Linked DNA regions of Mus musculus: region 2 is linked to region 1. Evidence: chromatin contacts called from public HiChIP or PLAC-seq data. All regions are on one chromosome and are shown on one strand. Each heading gives the region's core, a stretch centred on a gene start, on an enhancer-like site or on the middle of the called end of the contact. The rest is flanking DNA. Distances are from core to core; before and after follow the strand shown. Region 1 overlaps Rora (RAR-related orphan receptor alpha). Region 2 overlaps Rora (RAR-related orphan receptor alpha).

Region 1 (7,207 bases), core at 3,624-6,123:
CGGGGAGGAGGTAGGAGCTCAAGCAACTGGGCAGAGAGCAGGCAAAGGTTCAAGGTTAGAATCACGTACTCCAGAATGAAGGAGTCAGGGGAATGACTCCTGCAAGGGCCACCATATTAACTGCTGGGATGCAGTGTGGTTTCTGTCCACAGCGCTGGTCACTCAAGGTGCTGGCTCTTGAGTCCTAAACACACTGCTATAAACGGCAGTAGCTTTACAAGAACCTCTACACAAAATGGTGGGTTTGCCAACTGAAGTGCGATGTTATATGTACTGTGTGCAGTCGTGTCTTTTGGCTACCAGAAATGCTAAGTATCTAGAAAGGACACTCAAAACACCCATCTCTTATCCTCCACCCTCATTCTAGGCAGAGATGGCTTTGTTACAAACTTGACCCCCTGCAGTTTATAAGGAACCTTAAGCCCACACTTTAAGAAGAGGTTTCCATGTACGGGCATCTCTAAAGAGTTAACATATTAGCCCAGAGTGTTGGAGGACTGCAGAAGTGTCTCAGTTAGGAAACTGCTTGCCTCGAGAAGGCCTGAGGACCTGAGTCCACTCCGTAGAACAAGCTGGGTGTTTCAGCACATGTTTCTTTATGATCCTGGGAGTGGAGAGGAGGTGGACATTGGTGGATCTCTAGGGCTTGTTAGTCAACCAGCCAAGCCCAGTTGGTTAGCCCCAGATTATCGAGAGACTTGTTTCAATAAACAAGATGAAGAACTATTGTTAGAGACACCAGACATCAACCTCTGACCTTTACAGACATATATGTGTGTGTGTGTGTGTGTGTGTGTGTGTGCGCGCGCGCACGCGCGCGCACATCGAGACACACACAGAGACACATGCAAATAAATAATAAAATAAAATCTTGTTGCACAATCAAAATATTAATTCTGTTTAACCAAAGTGAAAGCTTGTGATACCCCTGCCTGTGGGAGCTGCTGAGATAGCTACCTGTCAAGCATCTGATCCTGCCAGTGCTTTCTGCTACACTTGCTGGCTATGCTGCATTCAGTCATTTGTTGTCTCTGAGATGGTCTAGTTATTCCTGACACTATCAAGGGAATAACCCGAGAGCACGAAGTGGTGAAAAAGAGACTGCAGACACAAAGTCGGGGTGGGTTACAGGGGTTTCCCAATGATAGTCATGGCCACCTCCCTGCCAGCTGGATTTCCCATGCAGATGTTTGTGTTGAGAATTTTGACATGGGCAGCACCGTCCCCAGACCCTGTTTGAAAAGTCACACCTTCAAAAAAGATCCGCGAACATGCATTTGGTTGTTGGCGCTTTGTGTTAATTACATCTGAATAGAGAGTCGGTGATAATTCACCAGACCAGTCCCTGGTAGTTAATTTTGTTCTATCCAGGGGAAAATTCTGCTGGGTCTATGAGCAGCTACGGTGCAATTAGACAGCGAGAAGGGTTTTGTCCGTTGCTATTGATTAGTATTTACTTTAAAAAGAGTAAAAGCTATTCCCTTGTGCTGCCACGGCCTAATCTGTCAAAAAGTAAAGGGCTACAAGTTTCAGAGACACATAGCAAGCATGTTCATATGTTATGAAGCCCCCCCAAAAGAGTCCAGTAAGGAAAAAAAAAAAAAAACCTCCCCAACTGATTTTAATGATGCTCAAATAAAAGGCAGAAACCACAGCCAAGATCTCATTAAAAGAAGTCTTTTTGTAGATTTGCTTATTTATTTATGAAACACCTCTGAAATATTTATAAGTGCTTCCCTGATATTTGTCTGGAAATTCATGTTACGGTTTCTTTAGTGGAAGGGGGTGCAGGAAATAGAAGGGAGACTGTGGGTTGGAAGAAAAAGGGAAATTTTATACCTTTTCCCCCAGTAGCCGGAAATGGGTGTGGGAGGTTATACCAAGATGTCACTAGGGGGTGCCCCAAGAACCAGGCAGCCGCAAACTTGCTCAGCACAGGTGACCCAACTTGCCTGGGCCTCTTCAGCAGAAGCGAGAGCCAGCCATCACCCGTGCTCTGTTTAATTTTCCTGACAGAACCGGGGCAGATCCAGGCGCACGGCGGCCTCCGTGGCTTCCTTCTCTTTTAGAGCTATTTATTAATTGAAATAATAGTTACGCTCCCCCTCGCCCCAGACCCACTTTCATCTGTTTAGCAGCCGCTTCCCACGAAACACAAAGGAGTGCAGCGATGACACGCGTGTCTTAATTAACTGTTGGATACCTTTATAGAGCAGCTGTCATAGTTCTTGGCACTTGAAAGAAAGCTCAGTGGTCCCTGCTTGGAAAACATTAAAAAAAAATCGGAAACAACACATATGTATCGGAGAAAGCTGATCTAATGAGCTGTCTGGTGCGTCTTAAGAATTGTATTTCTTTATAAGACGTATTTTTGCTTTTCTTAATTATGTGTGTGTGAGAGAGGCATTGGGTCCCCTGGAATTGGTAGTTGCAGGTGGTTGTGAGCCACCATGTGGATGCTGGGAATCAAACTCAGGTCCTCTGCAAGAGTAGCAAGTGCTTTAAACCACTGAGCCATTTCTTCAGCCCCAGCATTTCCCCCCTCAAAATCGAGGTACTTAGCATCCACCTAGCGGTACAAACTAGGGACCAGTGTTGGGGGGAAGTTCCCTGTATCACCAGGATGAAACTTAGAAGGGAAAGACTTCTACCAAAATCCAGTATATACCTGGGAAGGATAAGGGTATACATGATTTAGCCTTTGGCTTGTTACATCACATTACTGCAGATTCATCATGTCTGTCCTTTAAAGAAGGCATTGGGGCTCTGTGACTACCTGGCTGATTCCTCATGTAAAACACAAGTGTGGCCCTTCACTCATACCCAGGGTCAAAAACAGGCAAGGGCTCAGTACAATTATTAGTGAACTTGCATTGTGTTTAGGCAAATAAACTACTTCATAGATAACTGTATACACACTCAGAATAAACTCCCACACGCTGGCCAAGCCAGTGGGACAGCAGGACATTTTTCCAACAGGGCTTTGCACAGGACATTTTAACTCATTAGGAGATATTGTATTTCTCATTGCCACCTCATTTAAGTGTCTTTTACACTGAGAACTTTTAAGGATCGATCTTCTCCTATTTTGCATAATTCTAAACTCATGGTCCCTGGGAGGGTAACCACCCTTGTAATAACCATTGTGTTTCTGTTTATTCCAAATAATGTATGCCCTCCTCTGTGCCTTTGCATGGGGATGGTCTGATGAATTCGGCATTTGCCTCTTGGAAAAGGAGTTGGGGAGAATAACTCTGGACAATCAGTCTCCTGTTTCTGGGTACATTGCCCCCCTTGAGGTCAGAGTCAGCCTTGTTTTCTCTTTGGACCCTTCAGAACAAGTAAAATAAACATGAGGCCTTGGATAGATGCCTGCTGAATGTTTGTGAACTTGATTTTACTGAAATGCTCCCTCCACTGGATAAATTGAGGAAGAAAGATTGAGACAGTATCCCCTCCACACAGAGGAAGACATCCACTCCAGCACTGCTTAGGCTCATTGCGCTTTCTCTCCAAGGTCCATTCATTCTCTCTCTCTCTCTCTCTCTCTCTCTCTCTCTCTCTCACACACACACACATCTCCAACCTTATTTTTTTAGATTAATTTTTTTCAATTAGGATATATATGAAACTTGAGCCAAGAGTTGAAGCACACATGTGCCCTGAGTCAAAGCCTTCCACAGGCTGCCGTAGAAGCAAAGGAAAGGGGTTAGGGAATGTGGATCCTGTGGTAAAGTGCTTGCCTCCCATGCGTGAATCCCTGGATTTACTTGTCAGGACTGCATAAGCCAGGTGTGGTGGGTGACTCATGTCTTACCTGTGATTCCAGCACTTGGGAGGTCGAAGCAGGAGGATCAGAAGTTCAAGGTCTGTCTCAGATAAACAGCAAGTTCAAGGCCAGCGTGCACTGCATGAAATCCTATGTGGAAAAAAAAAAAACCAGAGGAGTTAAAAAAAATGAGAGAGGGGGAGAGAAGAAAGAGGAGGAGGAAGATAAAGGAGAGGAAGAGAAAATATGAAATCTTCTGTTCGGAGGTGATAGCCACTTCTTAACCCCAAATTCATTGACATCACCCATCCATGGTGGGAATATTTGCATACTTGGGACACAGAAATGACAGAGACTTTAAGTCAAGCCCCTTTCTTCTCAGGTAATCATTAAGTGTTAACTAACATAACTTTCCTTTCTCTTTCTCTCTCTGTCATAATTACTACTGACCACCAGCATGGCAGGATCTAGCATCACCATGGAAACAAGCTTCTAGACATTTCTATGAGGGAGTTTCTAGATGAGGTTAACTGAGGTGGGTGGGGCAGTGCCATTCTAAGGGCTTATCTATCCGACACTGAATAAGGACAAAGTGAGCCGAGCCCTAGTATTCCTCTGTGTTCACTGACTGCGGCTGTGGTGTGACCAGCTGCAGCTGCTGTCCTGCATTCCCCACCATGGTGGACTGTACCTTTGAACTTGGAGTCAAACAGACCCTTCCTTTTTTAGGTTCCTCTTGCCAGATATTTTGTCAGAGCAGTGAGAAAAGCAGCCCTGCCCCAGTTCCTCTTCTAGAACAAGGCTAACACTTTCTTTTCACCGTATGATACCTAGAAAATGACCCAGGATGGAGTTTTAGTGAGAAAAGGTGAAGCCTGTTCTTAGTAAAGGACAGAGAAGCCTGGCGCTTCTCTCTGCCTGCAGCTAAGTTCAGAACAGCAGACTTAGGGTCGGAGGCTCGGGTGTTGTACTATCCCCACGTGTAAAGGAGATTCCCTTCCGTGTCTGAAATAAGAGTACAAGAAGCTGAGCACAGCACAGAACCACCTGATAAGCATACAGCTATGCTGAGGTGACCTTTGCTAATCTTAAAACTGACGTGAGCAAGGACTTGTCAGAATCTCCAAAAGTCTGACCTTATCTGACTATATGACACTGTTAAGATGACTGGAGTGTGTGTGTGTGTGTGTGTGTGTGTGTGTGTGTGTGTGTGTGTGTGTGTGATATTTATAGTGCTTTGTGTTGATAAATCAATGGGTCAAGTGCTTACTATGCAAGCATAAAGACTTAAGTTTTAATGATCCCCAGCACCCATAGAAAAACCTGGGAGTAACAGTGTGTGTGTGTGTGTGTGTGTGTATGTGTGTGTGTGCGTATGTGTGTAAAACCTCAGCTCCAGGGGATCACTGAAGCTCACTGGCCATCCAGCCTAGCCAAATCAACAAGCTCCACGTGAGAGACCTGGTCTCGAAAAATAAGATGGAGATCTACTAAGGGCGATGCTAAGTGTCAGGCTCTGACATCCACGCTTCATGAGCGCATGCAGGTGCACAACAGGCATTCAAAACTCTCACACACACTTAAAAAAAATAAAAATATTTAAGGCATATTATAAACGAAAAATTATGGAAAGAATGAGTTCAAATGGCGTGCCCGAAAGTTGCTGTGATTCAGGGTTACGTCTGGGGTAGTCTCATTCATATTTCTCAAACAGTGGCATAGGAGAGTCTGACTCATTCTTGTTGATTAGTCTCCTGGTTCCCAGGCAATGAGCCCCTGTGTCTTACTGCATACTCAGAGGGGTGCCAGGAAATATTTAAACAGTGGAGGAAAACAGTGATTTGTGACATCTGTCAGACTCATGTGAACGCCTTGTTCAAGGAGCTCACAGTTCCACTACTGGAGTCCTCTACATTTAATGATGTCACAACAGTGCAAAACTGGGGTTTTGGGCAATCACTATAATGTCAAGTGTGACATCAAGAAAATCAGTATGGAATAGGAATTGAGGGTGTGGGTTTCCAATGTGATGGCAAGGTCTAAAAAGTTGTGTGGTACCCACCAGTCACATGTGTCTCACTAGAAGGTACTTGTGACTATTTAACAATAAATTGGAAGAGGAATTTCCTTTAGTTTAAATATGTCATTTTTCAAAAACCTATTAAATTGGGGGATATAAACAGTATTTTAATAAATAAAATAAATGTTTCTTTAGGATGTGTAGGTTGTAAAAACAGACAGACAAACAAACAAGAAAAACAACTGAATCATGAAGAATATCATGAATCAAAAAATCTTTTTTTAAGTTTCCCAGTAAGACAAGAAAATCAGTGTTCACTGTGGAATAAAAAGCATGAAGCAGTGTTTTGTATGTGTATCCCACTTAGGCGTGGTTTTTGTGTCAAACATGCAGTGGGCATACATGGATACATGAGGTTTTTCTGACCTAAGGGAAGAAGACAGGAATAATTTTACCATGTAGCAGATACCATGGCCATATCCTTTACATGTTTATTTCTATCAATATCTACTAAAAAAGGAGAAAACCTGTGTGGAAGTGTACATGTTTCCTGTGTGGAGTGTTGGGGGTCATATCATACGTCTGTAGTCAGTGACTCCATCTGACTCACGCAGATTAAGCCTCAGTTAGCAGCACACTGGGCCATTCTGACAGCAGTATTAAAATAGCCAGCCATGTGGCTTCAACATAAATCTAGAAGGTGTCATTCGCTGATGCTTGTGACAATCATGTGTCTTATAGACTCCTCCTTTTCCTTATCTGCCTGTGTTAACCATTTTGTGGCTGGTCTTCATAGACTTGTTAGCAGATGTGTGTGTGTGTGTGTGTGTGTGTGTGTGTGTGTGTGTGTGTGTGTATGTGTGTGTGTGTTATGAACACCTATGTGCAGTTGTATGTTCCTATGTGCACCTGTGCAGAAGCCAGATGAGATGTCTATCATTCCTGGTCTATCACTCTCTGCCTTATTCCTTGAGACAGGGTTCCCTGGCTGCATCTGAAGCTAGACTGGAGGGAGTCCTATGAGCCTCAGCCATCCTTTTGTCTTCATCCTTTTGTCTTCATCATCTGCAGCACTGGGATTATAGGTGTATGTGTGTGTGTGTGTGCACGCACGCCCATGACTGGTTTTCTGTGTGGGGACTGGGATTCAAACCCATGTCCTTATGCTTGTGCAACAAGAACTCTTCTGCATCTACTGAGAAGTCTCCTCACACCCACAGTAGACACTGTAATACTTTATCTCCCCTTGATGGTATAACAATATCACCCCACTTTAAAACATTCTACTTGTCTAATTAGAAATGGCCTTTTTAAACTTGAACTTTGTAGCTTGTACCCAAAGTTAAAATATGACACATAAAGTTCGTTGTACTGTGGCTGTGAGGATGTGTGCTCTTCAGGACCCTCATTAGTAATGA
Region 2 (6,660 bases), core at 3,909-6,408, 100 kb after region 1:
AATTCTTTCATTCCCAGTACGGCTTCTTTGCACATGTCCCTCCTAGGAGCTTCTACCCCACCCCTGCCTGTTTTCTATATGGACATGGTTAAGGTAGACTGGAGAGGGTTGGGAGGTGGTTAAATGAGAGCATTGTATTAAAGCATTGTGATATGATAGCTGATCATTAGCAGATGCATGTGGAAATAACCCAACTACACTAATGAGCAATGCTTGAGTGAAGGGTGTGGGGTGTTAGAGACGGAAGATCTTGGGTACTTTGTCTTTTACCATCAAAGAAACGGAGACCCAGAGAGGTATTGTTACTTAACCAAGGTGACGGGAAGTTAATAGACAAAAAGGTAACAGGACTCCAATTCAGCACAGCCAGCTCCGCCCCTCTGAGATGTTGCTTCCTGGATACAGCAAGTCCCTCTTTCTCACTGTTGGTCAACTTCGTGTCCATCCTTGAAGAATCAGACACAGGTGGGCTGAGGAGATAGCCCAGACAGCAAAGTGTTTGCCTTGCCAAGTGTGAGGACCAGAGTCTGATTCTCAGAGCCCACAGAACGGCTGGGTGTACTGTCAGGAGGTTGTAAGACCAATTCTAGGGAAGTGGAGACACAGGGGATCCCCGAGGGGAGGAGTTACTGACTGAACAGCCTAACCTACTTGCTGAATTCCAGACCAATGCGAGTCACTGCTTCAAAAAGCAAGATGGGGGCTGGAGAGGCAGCTCTGTGGTTAAGAGCCCCTGATGCTCTTCCAGAGGACCCAGGTTCAAGCTCACCACCATCCCTAACTGTAGTTCCAGGAGATCCAACATCCCTTTCAGGAGTTTGTTGGTGCTAGGCATATGTATGGTGCACAGGCATTCTGTAGGCAAAACATTAGCATGTATAAAAATAAATATAATTCCTTCTTTAAAAGAGATCAAGGTAGGCAGTACCTCAGGATCGACACCTGAGGTCATTCTCTGGTCTCCATGCACACGTGAGCATGCATGTGTACCCCAAACACGCATGCATAGAGACAGGAGGAGGCTTTGCGTGTTTCCTCTTGGGTTTGACCACAGCAAGCATTCCATCATAGGTTGCAACCCTGACCAGCACTTGGCTGGCAGGCCCTGGCTTTTTCCAGCCCTTTCCTCAGATTCTAGGAGAGTAAAGAATGGTGTGATGTCTTCCTGCCCTGGGTGCGCATTCTGGGTCCTGAGGAGCTGCTGCTCTGGCGTGCAGAGAAAAGGGAAGATTCCAGCCAACTGCAGTCCTAATTTGAGGCATAAATTAATGCACACCTGACCAGGTGACATTATCCAAATGATAAATTGCCACAGGCACAGGCCATTGTGTTTGTATGGGTGATTTATGGCCTCCGTTTGGAAATGAATAGAGAAAGAAATATTTCAATGTAGCCATTTAAAACCCAAACTGTTAGGTTTGGTAGGGGCTGTCTTTAAAAGATTAAGGTGTCTTTCTTTTGTTGAAGTTGTCCATATTAATCAGAACAGCATGGCTTTTAAAAAAGTTTTCATAAAACAAGGGGAGAACGTTTGGGTTTTACACAGGACGATGGAGCAGGTAAAACCTACTCCTGTTGTAGTTTTTGTAGAAAACAGAACTCAGAAAGAAGCTCACAGGCATCTCTCCACACCTTTCCTTAGGCTTCTGTCAGCCTCTTGTCTTTGGGGGCTGAGCAGAAAATGAAAACCTTCATTGATTTCCTGCCTCATTGAATCAGAGCAAAGATTTTCATCTCTGTAGACACAGAAATATCTAAAAAGAAAAAAAAAAGACAAAGGTGGTTTGTCAACAGCAAGGGAGTGGTGTTTTAAAAGTAAAGAGCAAAAGAAATAGCCACCAGATTCATGACTTACATGAAAGTGCACACGCGCGCGCATGCGCACACACACACACACACACACACACACATACAACACAACACAAACATGCAGACACACATCACCTGACTTTGTACACACATGCTCCACCACAAGCACACACACACACACACACACACACACACACACTTCCTACATACACAGAAGTACACACACACACACACACACACACACACACACACACACACACACCTTATGCCTCCCCAGGCTTGGGATCTCCTGAGTGTGAAGCCAGCTGCTTCAGTTGATTGCCATTTGTTAAGTCCCTGCAGAGGGAAAAGAAGAGGGCCTCATGAACTATTTTGAGAGAATCCCCATGCAGGCAAAATCATGAGGACTAAATGGATTTAATCCTTCTCAGGGTAGGTGACCCTCTGTAAAGCTTGAAATAATCATGAAGTGTTGTAACCACCATTCTTGTAGTATCTACAATGCAACGTGCTCCGCCCTATCACTTGGTCCTTACATCATCCCATGATGGCCCTTGGTCATGTGATCTGTCCTTTGTAGGGTGCAGGAACAGAGTGGGATCCATGGGATCCCAGCACTTGTGCCCTCTCCCGACCTCCGTCCTTATAGTTTTGCCCCTCCCTGTCCTCTGGAGCCCACTGCCACCACCCTAAAGCCCCTCTCTGGTTACATCCATGGCCAGGTATTAAACCCAAAGCCAGCCTGCCCCATCAGCCTTCATCTTCCACATGTATAGCATCAGTCATGAATTGCTTATCTAGTCATTGTAGCAGTATGAGAACTGTGTTTTATACCACCACTACCATTGCCATCATCACCACCATCAGCACCACAAGGACCACACTCACAGTCAGCACTATCACTACAGTTACCAACATCATCACTCCCATAATCACCACCACCATCATCACTCTCAACACCAGCACCACCTTTATTAGCCTCTTCATCATCAGACATGATCAATTAGCATTATGCTGTACAGTGGGAAAGTTTTCCAAAGCAGGCCAGTTTGCTGATATTTTCTTAGGAAACTCCTATAACCTAAGGCCCCTGCAGGCGGCTCTGAAATCTATCTCAGATGGAGAGTCCTCCCCCCCCCCCATCCCACCCCCGGGGTCTGCTTGCAAATCCCACATGGTGGCCGGCCTCTCCACGGAGCGCTCAGGGCCTTCTAGTAGCAGAGCTTCTGTCTTTATGGCATTATGCATTAAAGTAGTCTGTAAAATGAAGAGACGTTCCGAGCAGCCCTTCTGGTTTTCATTTTTTCATCTTGGCACAGGGACAGAGCAAATTTTCCAGAGTGTTTTAAAGAGGAAAAACCAGCTATTCTCTAGACAGCTGTTTTGTATTGCATGGCCTCTGGATCACATTCAGTCAGAGATCTCCAAGCCACTGAGGTCCGTGTTCCTTTAAATGGGCTGTTTCTTTTATTAAAACAAGCGAGGGCTGCATTCATCCCTTATATAATCGCCTTACCTCAGAGCCTGTGGGCAGGGAGGGTTCGAAATCCTGGATCAAGCAGTTGGGACACAGTGACAGGAGGAGAGGCGGCCTTGCTGAATCTCTACTGGTTCCTTCCCCTCTGAGTCTGCAGGTGCTTAGCTCATTTTAGCCAGTGGTAATGGATTAAACGCGTTAACGGGGTCTATTCCTGTCATCCTGGAAGCATATTTCTCTGGGCAGTCAATAGGCTGCCACCCTACTGTGAAGTCTGCCCTTCATAATAACCACATTATATGTTGATGGCCCTAGTTTTAAAGCCCCTTCCCACCATGTTTCTCAGATCATTTTTATAAGCCCTCAGCCCTCAAGTACTAGATACCAAGCACCATAAAAGTGAAGAATATGTAGACATCTGCCCTTCAGAGTAGCTGGAGGCAGTAAATCAGCGAGAGTTAACTGCCCCAACACAGTGGATGCTAGGCGGGAGAGAGAAGTGAAGGGTGAGGGAACCTCACAGGGAGAGAGCATCAAAATGGGTCTTGGGAGATGAATAGGAGTTTGAGAGGTTTGTGGGGGATAGAGTAGAAGGTGCCGTTGACTTTTTACAGCAAAGGAAACCCAGATGCAGAGAATGCTGCTCTCTCACTGAGGTCACCTGGGGAAGCTGCCTTACATACGTGACTGTGCCCGGTGAGCCTGGCATCCTTCCTCCCCCGTCTCCATCCTGGTGTTTAAGGTAGTTCTCTTTTGAACATCAAAAGAAACAAGAGCTGATGTGATGTTTTTGCCTCTTCCTTGAGGGTTTCCAAAGTTGATAACTTTCCATCAGACTTGAGTCAGAGGCAGTGTTACCAAAGAGAGATTTTGTTTTAAGTTGGTTCTCCTGGCACTGCCATCTGAACTTCACAGCTAATCCCAGGCTGGGGCCAGAGAGGTGTCAGAGCTGGTTTAACTCAGTGCAACTCTCTTCTCTCTCCCTTTGTGGAATTAACAAATATGTGTTGTGTGTGTGTTATCCGGTAAGTGGTGACTCTCCCAGAGGAAAAAGGGCAGACGGCATGGCTCAGTTAGTAAAGTATCATTACGACCTCCTCAGTTTGTTCCCCAGAACCCACTTTTAAAAAGTCAGGCGTGGAGGCACACACATGTAATCCCAGCACTGGGGAGGCAGAGACAGGCAGTTCCCCTGAGTTTTACTGGCTGGCCAGTCAATCTAGCCTGCTTGTTGAATTCCAGGCCAGTAAGAAAATACCAAGGTGGGGCTGGTGAGAAGGCCTACTGGGTAAACGTGCTTGCCACCCAAGCCTGGCAACCTGAGTTCTGGTCCTAGAACTCATGGAAAGGGAAATGAAGAGAACTGGCTTCGCCGGAGTTGTCTTCTGACCACCACGTGTGTACTGTGACACACCCCACCCCTCCCCCAAAAGTGTCAAACACAGTATCTAGCTTTTAAATAGCCAGCATCCTGGAGGACAAATCCCTGAGTTTGGCCTCTGGCCTCCACATGCATACATACATACATACATACATACATACATGCACACATGCAATAAGCATTTTAAAATAAATAAAAATAAGAGAGGCCTCTGAACAAGGTGATCCTGCTCTCTAAGACATTGACATCCCTGAGGATGTCCCAGGATCACTGCCTCCTGGCAGCATCAAATATCTCTCATCCAACCCTAGCAGATTTTTGAAAAGGACCTCAGTGATAAAGAGAGAGGGTGAGACTCAAAGAGTGGCTTTCACATGGGTCGATCAGTTCTAGACTGAAATGTCTGTCTCCTCCTCTGCCCCTCCCTCCTTATCTACCTCTTTGCTCTCACAATCTCCCTGCACGGAGGTGGGGGTGGGGGGCTGATTTCAGAGAATATCAGACTGCAGAGGAAATGAGACAAGGAAACGAAATGACAGCTATCTCTCAGTCTGAGTGTGAATCACGGTGAGACGCTTTGTGTCTTAGCGGCGGGGGTGGGGGGGGGGACCTTCTGGGCATCTGATCTTCCCTTAGCAGCTGGCCTGTCTCCCCCAGAGCTTTGTGGTCAATGCTTAGGGTAAACAAATTATATAAATAAGTAATCCAAGGTTAGGGAGATGGTTTGGTCAGTAAAGTGCTTGCCTTGCAAGTGTGGGGAACTGAGTTTGATCCCCACAGACTGCCTTAAAATGCCAAGCATGGTTGCACGGGAGGGGGGAGCTGGAATGGTGGAGAAGGTGGATCACCCGGTATCTCTAACCAACCAGGCTGGCTTCCTTGGTGAGAGCTCCAAGCCAATGAGAGACACTGCCACAAACATAAGGTGGACAGGGTCTGAGGAATGACAGTTGATGTTAACCTCTGACCTCCATATACACAGGTATGTATGTGCAAATACATACATGTACCTACACACAGGAATGTACCCACACACCCCACACACAAGTAATCCACTTTAGTGGGTCAGAAGGAGAACTGTTTTTAATGCCTATGAAGCAACCTACAGGGACACACAGGATCTGAACCACCACCCCTTACCTTACACTCTAAGGCTTAGAACATCGTAGAACCCAGGTCTTTTTAAGGACAGTATTTAAGACTGGCCAGCAAGATGGGACTGCTTATAAGACATTTTGGAGAAAACTCCAGGAATCTCTCTTCCCCCATGCTAAATTCTTATTGGTTTGTTGACTTTGTGAGGGAAGGACTGTTGGTTCCCAGCAGCATCCTGGCTAATAGATGTTCAGGAAATCTCTGGCTCATAGTAAACACACACTTTAGAATATCAAGAGCAGGGACTTGACTCGTGAAGCTCTGGATTCTCGTCCCACTACTGCATAAACCAGAATGCACACCTCTAATACGGTTACTCTGAGTGTAGAGGCAGGAAGATCAGAAGTTCAAGGCCATTCTCAGCTAAGTAGGAAGTTTCAAACCAGCCTGTGCTACAGGACACCTTGTCTGGAAATAAAATTAGTTTCTCCAATGTAATATGCAGAGAGAATGAACTGAGAGGAGATCTCAAGGATGTGGAAAGATTTGAATGTGCTTCTGAGATGGAACCAGGGCACAGAGGTAAGAAGAAGCTGCAATCCAATGGGCATGGTGAAGAGTCTTGTTGGGGGAAGGCCATTCTCTTCTCCTTGAGAACACAGCTATATGTCAACTCTAGAGATGACGCAGGGTCTCTGTTTGAGCATAAATACACCACCACACATCAAGACCCTGTTGTCTTCAGGTCTTTAAAGAAACAACAAGAGGAAGTCTTTCTATTGACCAATAAGTAGGCATGTTTGTTGATCCATTATATACATTATCTTATGTTTAGGATAACCCTGCAAGGCAGGTATATTCCACCCTAGACAGATAGATCCTTGCTTTGTAGAAGAAA

The links. HiChIP or PLAC-seq counts read pairs in DNA pulled down with a chosen protein or histone mark.
Region 2: a contact with region 1 is called in an H3K27ac HiChIP or PLAC-seq map of regulatory T cell precursor, with 3 times the contacts expected there. The contact joins two enhancer-like sites. A contact is called at or near these places in 4 of 484 Hi-C or Micro-C datasets (Th1 cells, cerebellum, nephron progenitors and 1 more) and 6 of 115 datasets of contacts at active chromatin or transcription factors (CD8 T cells, Th17 cells, double positive thymocytes and 3 more).

Annotation. Positions count from the first base shown.
Region 1 is chr9:68,964,773-68,971,979 of GRCm38.p6, forward strand. All of the region lies in intron 1 of Rora (RAR-related orphan receptor alpha), which reads left to right. Among named protein-coding and RNA genes, the nearest start is that of Gm31262, 150 kb to the left of the region's middle. Within about 2 kb of position 4,874, at least 7 of the 459 cell types and tissues checked have an H3K27ac peak or open chromatin away from gene starts, as enhancers often do. A contact at or near this core is called in Th17 cells, regulatory T cells and regulatory T cell precursor, where this site is marked.
Region 2 is chr9:69,068,308-69,074,967 of GRCm38.p6, forward strand. All of the region lies in intron 1 of Rora (RAR-related orphan receptor alpha), which reads left to right. Among named protein-coding and RNA genes, the nearest start is that of Gm46153, 230 kb to the right of the region's middle. Within about 2 kb of position 5,159, at least 15 of the 459 cell types and tissues checked have an H3K27ac peak or open chromatin away from gene starts, as enhancers often do. A contact at or near this core is called in Th17 cells, regulatory T cells and regulatory T cell precursor, where this site is marked.